Linked DNA regions of Callithrix jacchus: region 1 is linked to region 2. A link is a contact called in public Hi-C data. All regions are on one chromosome and are shown on one strand. Each heading gives the region's core, a stretch centred on a gene start, on an enhancer-like site or on the middle of the called end of the contact. The rest is flanking DNA. Distances are from core to core; before and after follow the strand shown.

Region 1 (5,085 bases), core at 2,120-4,619, 300 kb after region 2:
ATCCTTTCTACGTATTTCCATAGGTGAGTGCTTACTCCTATCTGAGGACTTTACACTTTGTATTGTAATTACTTGTTTATATCCTCTCACTAGGCAATGAGTTACTTAAGGACAAGAGCTATGTCATGTCCATCTTTGTATCCCAAATGCCTAGCACATATTAGGAACTCCACTGAGGTATTCACAGGGCATTATGAAAACACAGTGAAGAGACCCCTAAAGAGACTTCCTGGAAGAGGTAGCTGCTAGGGGAAGTTATAAATGGTTAAGTCTGAATTACCTAGGATTAGGCTGGTTGGACAGTAAGGAGACATTCCAAGCAGAAGGATAGCATGAGAAAAAAAAAACCCCACAAAAAACAAAAGAAGCATGCCAGAAAATGCCCAGCAACACGTGGAGAGGGCACATGCTGAGGCAGCCATAGGGTCACGTGGGATGGAAGTTTCCAGCCAAACCAGACTCAAACTCTATTCTTGCCTTTGTTCCCATCCAAATAAAAGAATGAACACACAGATCAGAGGAGCCCTAGGGCTGATCTCCAGGCTTTACATACTTGTTGCCAACATATTTCATAGTCCTTAAGTCACAAACCATGCCAAAAACTCTCCCTTGAAACAAGAGCCATTTCTTGCCCTGCCCTGAGATTCAGTGCATGGGACCCTCCAGGGGAAAGGTGCCAGGTCACCTCCTTAATATACTACGTGCAGAAGGTTTCTGTCTCTTACTAGAAATGGTGGTAAAATACCTCATTCGCTTTAGTATGCCCACCTTTCCTCTGCCCGGCTTCTTCCTAAAATCTGCCTCCTTTTGTTCAACCTGAGCAGCACTTAGGAAAGCATATTGCCTTATTTCTCCTTACTCCATTGTGTTTTAAAATATTAATTTCAAGCCGGGCACGGTGGCTCACACCTGTAATCCCGGCACTTTGGGAGGCCGAGGCGGGCGGATCACGAGGTCAAATCAAGACCATCCTGGCCAACATGGTGAAACCCCATCTCTACTAAAAATACAAAAATTAGCTGGGCATGGTGGTGCACACCTGTAATCTCAGCTACTCGGGAGGCTGAGGCAGGAGAATTGCTTGAACCCGGGAGGCAGAGGTTGCAGTGAGCTGAGATCACGCCACTGCACTCCAGCCTGGTGTCTGGCGACGGAACAAGACTCTGTCTCCAAAAAAAAAAATAATAATAATTAATTTCAGTGATTTCATCATTTACATTCAGTGCAACTAGTATCCTATTTAAGGTAATTCCAGAGCTTCAGTAAAACATCTCTGATTACCCTCTTCAAGTAAGAAATTCTGAGAAGATCAGATGATAGGGTTCAGTCATTAATTAATTCAACAACTATTGAACACATCTGTGTCAAGCACTATGCTGGAGTCTGGAAATTCAAAGATGAATGAGACATGGTCTCTACCCTTAAACTTGTCTTCAGTGTAGAGGAAGCCATAGGATGGGAAAATTGCTTACGTGGGGCAGTGCTAAGGCCACTGCTGACCTGCCTGAGCCAGCACTTCAGGTTTAGGCAGGTACCTAGACCAACAGCACAAGCATCACCTGGAAACTTGTTAGAAATGCACATTTTTGGGCTCTTCATACAAACCTACTGAATCAGAATAAGAAAAGAAAATCCAGCCATCTAGGTTTTAACAGGCCCTCCTAGGAATGCTGAGGCTCACTTTGGTTTGGAAGTCTCTGGTGTAGGCTCTGTTCTGAATCACACCAGGCTTATATGGAGGGCAATTAGCCATTCCCAGCCTTCTTCTCTAAAACTCCTCCTTCTCCTTTTAGGAAACTACCCAGATTAATGGGAAACATCGATCCAGAGCGACTACACAAAATGAAGTAATTTTCTCACATAATGGCAACACGTGACACCACTGCCTAGAATCTCAGAGATGTTCGTTTGTTTTATGAGACAGAGTTTTGATTTTATTCCCCAGGCTGGAGGGCAGTGGTGTGATCTCGGCTCACTGCAACCTCTGCCTCCCAGGTTCAAGTGATTCTCCTACATCAGCCACCTGAGTAGCTGGGATTACAGGCATGTGCCACTATGCCAGGCTAACTTTTTTGTATTTTTAGTAGAGATGGGTTTTCACCATGTTGGCCAGGCTGGTCTTGAACTGACCTTGTGATCTACCCACCTCAGCCTCCCAAATTGCTGAGATTACAGATGTGAGCCACAGACGGTTTTATGAAGATCAGTATGACAAGAACTAAACCGACCAGAACCACATCAGCATCAACAGAGGGAATCAGAAAGGATGATATCATTGTCTCCTTTATCAATCTGTTCTCACACTGCTACGAAGACACACCTGAGACCAGATAATTGATGAAGAAAAAAGGTTTAATTGACCCCCAGTTCCACATGGCTGGGAGGCCTCTGGAAACTTACGGTTGTGGCAGAACCCAAAGGGGAAACAAAGTACGTCTTGCATGGCTGCAGGAGAAAGAGCAGCAGAGGAAACGGCCACTGATAAACCATCAGACCTTGTAAGCACTCCTCACTATCGCGAGAACAGCGTGGAGGAACCGCCCTCATCATCCTCCCAATAGCCCCCAATCACCTCCCACCGGGACCCTCCCTCCACAGGTAGGGATTACAATTCAAGATGAGATTTGGGTGTGGACACAAAGCCACACTATGTCGTCTTCATTTTCCCCCCTGCCACTTGAGGAAAAAAAAAAAAAAAGAATCACATCAGTTTGACTATTTAAAAAAAAAAAAAAAAGGCAGGAGCTCCAGAGTTATTTCAGTGCATCAGAATGGAAAAGGGATAAACCGAAACAATAAACTTGAACGCTTAGGAGAATAAAGGCAAGTGGGAGTAAGATCACAATCTTGGCCTCGGAGTTCTGCAACCCTACGGTTGTTTTAAACAAATTAAAGCAGATTGCTTTCTTTCTGGAGTTCTAGGGAAGTGGATCTTGCCACCAGCAGACCGTTCCGAGCTCCTGGCCGCAGTTTATTGGCTCATTGCCACGTGTCATTAGTGACCTATTTTCCACTGCTGTGAAATCGGCGTTTCTCCCTCCACTCACTGGCTCCAGGCTGGCAAAGCTGACACCAGTGTCACAGAAAATGCAACCCCCTACCCTTGCCCCAAAAGGTGTGGAGAGCACAGTTTTTCTATGAAGATGTTGGCTTTGACCTGGGGCTGACTTGAGAGCCCAGCGGTCATGTCTCTTCCAAATAAGCTGCTGAACTTGGAATTATCTTGGCTGAATAATTAATCAGAACTAAAAATAACCCCAAACTGCCTGGGCTTTGCTTAAATCTACACAGGTGAAAGACGTAGTTTTTTTTTTTTAACGTAATTGCAAAACCCATATTTTGATAGGCTTTGCACAAAAAATATGAAAATAATTACCCAACATGCCAATTTGGGAGGTAATTTACAGTTAATCTGGCTCTCTTTTTAAAAAATGCCACCTTTTAAATTGCACATTGACTTCAGATTGTCAGTTCTTGGTGGATATGAAAAGCAGCCGAGAGTTGTACTCAGAATTTTCTAAGAATACCTTCAAACACAAATTCATGGGGAAAAAATATATCCGTGGGTATAAAGAGCTGCGAAAGAGCGCCTGTTACTAGGCAGATTAGACACTGAGCTGAGTTCCACAAGAGGGCGCTCTACCCATGCTTCCTCCTCGAAGCTGAGGGCGCCGCGTTTCGCCCCAGCCTTGGCTGCCCTTTCCTTTGCCCTTGTGCAATGTGCTCCCAAGAGCGAATGCTCAGTGTCCTGTGGAATGCTACTCCTGTGACCACTTTCTGGCTGAGATCATCAGGCAAATGTTATCTCTGTAACATCAGAGGAGCAACTTCAAATGAAGAGAAATCAAGCAAAACATTAAAAATGCAAGGGAAAAAAACAAATAAATGCATCTAAACTGCCTGCTCTCCATGGTGATCTAGCTTGTGTGTTCATTTTCTTGATATGAACTAGCTTGTGATGAAATAAAAATACGTCAATCACAGCAATCTTGTGTCCAGCCCGAATCTCCAGGTGTAGCTCCAATTAACCAGTGACCGTGGGCAGAGCTCTGGTGTATTCTGGGAGGCTAATCACCCTCACTGCCATTTCATTTCTCCCCACAGCACAACCTCACTTTACACCGAAGACAGATTCTATGAATCTGACTGTCATCCTAGGTGGCCAGTAGGCAACTCCACTGGGACCATTTCTTCCTGCTCTATGCTCCCATGACCTTCATTCATACTCCCTCTCCCTCTGCTAGAAACCTTCTTCTTTTACCTCCTCAAAGGTAAAAGGACCAGCTGGTGAACAAAAGAATAAATTTGCTCTATCTAAAGAGAAGCATTAGAACAAGGGAGGGAAAACTGATACAAGACAAATGACTTGGGCTCATCATAAAACACTAGGCAGTCGGCAGAACATTAAGAAGAGACTTCTACTCCCTGCCACACACATACCCACCTGCATACCTGAATGCCAAGACCAAGCTTCACCAGATGCCAGCAGCATAAATGAAAGGAGTCACTTCCTCCTCTGAGGCTCAGGCTTCTCAACTGGAAAAAAAAAAACCCATAATAAAAATATCAGCTCAATCGAGTGTAGCAGCTCATGCCTGTAATCCTGGCACTTTGGGAGGCTGAGGCGGGTGGATCACCTGAGGTCAGGAGTTGGAGACCAGGGTGGCCAACATGATGAAACCTGTCTCTACTAAAAAAACACAAAAATTAGCTGGGCATGGTGGTGCACACATGTAGTTCTAGCTACTCGGGAGGCCAAGGCAGGAGAATCACTTGAGCCCAGGAGGCAGAGCCGAGATCACACCACTGCACTCCAGCCTGGGCAAGAGAGCAAGACTCCTTTAAAAAAAGAAAAAACCTAATGAATTGTCACTCTCAAGCCAATGGGTAGCCATTGGGTGGCCTGGTGATGTAATGATTCTGTAAAAGAGAGGGTCCATAGAACACAAGTGTGTGATGTTATTTCATTTGCTGTGATGTGGGCTGAATAAGGGTCACAAAGAATAAGAGAAGAGCTGTGGTTGTTGGTGCAGAAATAAACACTATTCATCTTGAGACTCTCACCTCTTCCCCAGAAGTATCCAA
Region 2 (5,550 bases), core at 2,098-4,597:
CTCATACCTTTTATAACTACTTAAAACTATTTTCTCTACATACACACATACGCACATACACACACAACTATACTATATCTAAAATATATAATTAGTTTTATCTGTCCTTGTCACCATAATGTCAGTTCCATGAGGACAGGGAATGGTATGCTCCATGACAGAATCTCAGCCCTTAAGAACAGTGCCTGGCACCTAGCAGATGCTCAATGAATGTTTGTTGAATAAATGAGTCAAGGGTGCTGATACAATCAGGAGCAATGAGGTGGTTGGTGAAGCTATTCTCATTGAAGTGCAGTCTTCTCTGTTTGTGCCTGCAACCCATACATTTCCCACTATATATTTTTTTCACCAATGATGAGTTGTGGTCCCCTATAAATTTGTCTGCATTCACTGTAGAGCACTCAGAGATGCATATTTAAAGGACAGATTTTTATCTCAGGAACATGGAGTTCAACAACAGCATGTTTCTATTTTATTCTGTATTTTTCATCTTGCTGTTGCATGAATCTGAGTTAGGCAGGGATGGGGGATGAGATACTTTTATAATACACCCAAATACTTGTAGATGTTCTTTTCTGTACTGCAGTGGTAAGGGGTTCCTGGGCTCCAAGGAGTAATTAAGTCAGGTGATTACTGGGAACCTAAAACATTTTCCTCTGTAGAGTAGAAGGAAATGAAACCGTAATCAAATAGGAAACAAATATTTATCACAATTTGAAAAGTGACTTCAGATGCACTCTGAACCACACAAGAAAATTAATGAAATAGCTTTAGAATCCCTCATTCCTGTATTGCTTTGTCTATAGGTCCAAAGATTATAACACAAGTTTATCATGAATTTAATAAAACTGATTTCAAAACAGATAAATTTTGACCATTTCCAACATTCAAATCAGTTTTTGATGGAAGAAAATCTGCCATTCACAATATTCAAAAGGACATGCTATAAATTCTTGATTACAAAGACACAGCCCAAAAATATTTTGGAAAAGGCAAAATTTGAAATAAAGTAATAGCTTTACAGTATGACTGCTCAACTAGATGCAGACATTTTGCTAATATTTCTAAAATACAGGCGCACCTCATAATAAACTTACCCATAGTTTGTGGTGCATTAACTTTTCCAATATACATCTTAGCCAGTTTAAAATGGTTCATTATAACTTTTACAAATTACAGTAGTTATGACAGAACTACATATTCTCCAGGAAAAAGATTACTTAATTTGAAAATGCATGGTACTGGTCAAGCATTTTAAACTATGCAAATAGTTATAAAATGTATTTCATTATTATATAACTCCATTAATTCCCTTGAGGTTCTTACTTTAAAAAGAGGTAGGTCTTCCTTAAAGGGTATTTATTCAAAAGACATCCCTGATTAAATGCCATTATAAGTAATGAAACTGTTAAGGAGGAGGAGGAAGGGATGGAGGGAGGGAGGCAGGGAGGGAGGGAGGCAGGGAGGGAGAAAAACAAAAACTTCTGCGTAACTTAAAGATTTCCAAATTCCAGACAACATACCAGTAATTTCAAATAGCATTGACTATAAAAATTTTAGCAAACCAAAATCATGAAATCTTTACAGTTTCATTCCCAAACTTGATTGGCAGTGAATTCAGATGTGTATGATGTGTATCTCTTTTGAGCTGTTATTATATTTATCATTTGAATTTAGTAGCCATTTCACCCGGGATGGCCCATTCCTTCAACTCTACACTCTGATATTTTTTCACATAGTCTGGATAAGCAACTTCAAATAATTTACCAGCCAATTCAGTCCAAAGAGACAAATCAGTAATATACACGAGCTCATTCATTATAATCTCAGAAAAAGTCACACTGCTATATTATAAATAATTGCAGCCCGGGAGACTAATAAAGAAAGGCAGGCTTAGAAAGTCTCTGCATCACAGAATGCTCCCCTTTATTACTTTGCTAAGGCTTGTTTGGGCTTCATTCTACGTGACAAAGATTTTTCATAATGGACTGGTAAATGCCCCATGGCGTATTTCAAGGAAAAGAAGATAATGATTAATAGTAGGATGGCTTCATGCTAAGGTCAAAATCCCTTTTGTGGAGGCAAATAACACATAAGATTTTACTTACTAGAGAAGAAATTGGAAGGAGGAGACGGTTCCATTGTAGATACAATAAAAGAGAGAATGTGTCTCATTCCAAATCATTTCAGAGATGTAGATTGCTCTAGAAACCTAGAGTTTCATTTCAAGACAGAACACTGGTCTTGAAATGAAACTCACTGAGGAAAACTGGAAAAAGAAAGGCTTAAATACATTCCCTCAAAGCTCCCCAGGGCTTTTTTCTTTTCTTTTTAAAATTTTACTTCAAGTTCTGGGATACATGTGCCCATCTTGCAGGATTGTTACATAGGTATACACATGCCATGGTGGTTTGCTGCCTCCATCCCCCTGACACCTACATTAGGTATTTCTCCTAATGTTATCCCTCCCCAATCTCCCCACCCTCTGCTATCTTTCCACTAGCCCCCCATTCCCCAACAGACTCCACTGTGTGATGTCCCCTCCCTGTGTCCATGTGTTCTCATTGTTCAACACCCACTTATGAGTGAGAACATGCAGTGTTTGGTTTTCCGTTCTTGTGTCAGTTTGCTGAGAATGATGGTTTCCACATTCATCCATGTCCCTGCAAAAGACATGAACTCATTCTTTTTTATGACTGTGTAGTATTCCATGGTGTATATGTGCCACATTTAGGGCTTTTCTTTATGTCCAAGGCATTTCTGGTGGAAATAGCCTTAAGAGACAAGAGTATTGTTGTGAAAATTACCCTTGTTTCTTTGGACCATTGAAAACAATACTTACATACTTTAGTTCTTCCATGCATGCCTGCTTTTTGAGTAAAATTTATGTGTAAAATATTTTCATTCTCAGTTGGCAAAATCATTTAATTTTGCTATTCTTCTAAAATTTGCTTACTTATTCAATATTTCAGCAGTTTTGAAACTTCATAGCTAGATGTATTTCTTAATCATTTACATGAGATGTAATTATTGAGCTCCTACTAGGTTCTGAGGATACAGCAATGAAAAGGCAACCAGGCTCCTTACTCTTCTGAAGGTTACTTTGTAGTTGCAGGAGAGGAAGAACTTATACATACATACATACATAAATAAATAAATAAACCATAAAATAGCAGATGGTGCTAATGCTGCAGAGAATCAAAGTAGGGCAGTATGACAGAGAGGGACAGGTGGCTACCCTAGACTGACCGGTCAGGAAAGTCCTCTCTGATGAGGTTAACAGCTGACCTGAGAACTGAATGACAAGAAGGAGCCAGACATACAAAGATCAAGAAGAAAAAGCATTTCAGGCAGGGGCCACAGCCAGTGCAAAAGCCCAAATGCAGAATGACTGTGGCCTATTCTGGGGACAGGAAGAAGGTCAGGGTGGGAAAGTGGGATGGAGTGAGTTCAGAGAAATAGGTATGGACCAAATCCTAGTTCAGAAATGAGGAGCTATGGCCGGATGCTTGATTGAACTGGGAAATATCAGAGCGACCCGTTCTGATCTGATGCCAGCCTCTTGCAATTAATACTTCTCCTAATCTGTCCTCTTCCAAAATAGCCTGCACTTCAGTGACACATTAATTGACTCAACTTCCTTGTTCAAAAATTGCCTTATAGACACCATCTGCTTTATAGAAAAAGGTCAAATTATTTAACTTGACATTTACAGACCTCCAAAAACCTTACACTAGCTAACCTGCCCACCTTCGTGTCCCCTGCTCTGCGGCTGAATGCACTCCTCTAGCCAAACCTTTTCTCCGATGCTCCTTTTATCCTTTTTTCTCATGTCATTTTCTATTATTCAGCAAGAGTTTTTCCTCCTTTCACCAAATTTATGTCCACTTATATTCATTAAAATATTTGTGTAACTAGCAAAAGAAAACCCACCACAAAGTAGGTGAAACAAAAAGAAATGCCTAAGCTCAAGTAAACTGAAGGTCCAAAGTGAAACCCAATTCAGGCACAGTTTGACTCAGAGGGTCATGATGTAGTTTGCTCAGATTATCTTGGCTCCATGTGTTGATTTCATTCTCAGGCTGGCTTCCTTCGGAATAGCAAAAATGGCTGCAACAGTTCTAGACCTTGTGCTCAGCTGAACAGTGTTCCCCCCAGATTCCTCTCCACCCAGGACCTGTGAATGTGACCTTATTTGGAAATAGGGTCTTGGCAGTATAATTGTATGAAGATGAGGTCATGTTGGATCAGGATGGGTCCTAGTCCATGACTGGTATCCTTATAGGAAGAGAGAAATGTGGATAAAGAGACACAGGGAGAAGGCCAGGTGAGGACAGTGGCGGATATTTGACTGATGCAGCCACAGCCAGGGAACACAAAGGATTGCCATCAACCACAAGTTCGAAAGATGGAAGGGTTCCTCCCTAAAGCTTTCAGAAGGCACATCACGCTGTCAGCTCTTTGATTTTGGACTTCCAGCCCCTAGAACTGTGAGAGAATAAATGTCTGTTGTTTGCAGACACCCAGTTTGTGGTGGTTTCTTACAGCAGCCCTAGGAACCTAACATAGGACCCCCTTGCTCACATGTCATCCAGAAGAACAGAGAACCATGTATCTGGCAGCTCCCGTGGGAAAGAGGAAAAAGCGTACTTTCAGAAGCCTCAGCAACTTTTCCTTATTTCTCCTGTGCCCATGTCTGAATCAATCACTGCATCCAGAGAATAGCTGCCCCCTGGATCTGAAAGGACATCTCTTCCGTTCAAACCACATGGCAAAATGATGGAGAAGGGAGGAATCTCCAAAATCTCTGTTGTCAAGAAAAAAGGGAAAGAAATGCCAAGGGAACAACCAGCTTATGTCCACACTACTATTGAAGACAGCATGATTTTGGCTGGAAGTTACAGAAAACCTTTCTTTCACTGGCTTGAGCACTGAGAGAATGTATTGTTTCACACAATGGGTGATCCAGAGGCAGATCAAACTCCAGGCACCACAGGAACGGGCTCCAGATCTGCATTTCCCCTGTTCTCCAGCCTCAATCTTCCTGCAGGTGTCAGCTTTGCCTTCATGCAAGCTCTTAATACGGTCACCAGAAGCAACTGGGGCAAATGATGATGTCCTTTTCATGTCCTGTGGGAGAGAGTAGCAATCTGATGCCCAATTACGAAATAAACGTCTTTCCTCTTAGACTACTTGGACCCAAGCTTGGACAGAGTTTGCTTTTCCTGAGACAAGTGTGCTGCACTCCTGTGCCTATTACTAGATCATTGCCAATTGCTAAGGAACTACCATTTACTGATTGGCTTAAGCCTAGTTCCCTGAATGAATCATGAGGGAGGCGAGAGAAGAGAGGATAAAATTACTATCATTGCTTGACATTAGACTAATTAGGATTTTCCCTTGGAGCTTAAAAGGGAGTTTGCTTTCTTTGAGACAGGTGTACTGCATGTGGGAGGGTTTCTGAAATATGAAAAAATGAGTGAATAGATGCTGGTTAGGCAACTAATTTGGCCACCACACCATCCTTCCAAGTACATATTGGATCCTGCC

Evidence for each region. A called contact is a pair of places that touch in the nucleus more often than the background predicts.
Region 1: a Hi-C map of skeletal muscle shows a contact between it and region 2, with 5 times the contacts expected there. The contact joins two enhancer-like sites. A contact is called at or near these places in 2 of 3 Hi-C or Micro-C datasets (both in skeletal muscle).

What each region holds. Positions count from the first base shown.
Region 1 is chr9:51,698,777-51,703,861 of calJac240_pri, forward strand. No RefSeq gene overlaps it. Among named protein-coding and RNA genes, the nearest start is that of DYRK2, 220 kb to the left of the region's middle. Within about 2 kb of position 3,370, at least 6 of the 16 cell types and tissues checked have an H3K27ac peak or open chromatin away from gene starts, as enhancers often do. A contact at or near this core is called in skeletal muscle, where this site is marked.
Region 2 is chr9:51,397,159-51,402,708 of calJac240_pri, forward strand. No RefSeq gene overlaps it. Among named protein-coding and RNA genes, the nearest start is that of DYRK2, 84 kb to the right of the region's middle. Within about 2 kb of position 3,348, at least 1 of the 16 cell types and tissues checked has an H3K27ac peak or open chromatin away from gene starts, as enhancers often do. A contact at or near this core is called in skeletal muscle, where this site is marked.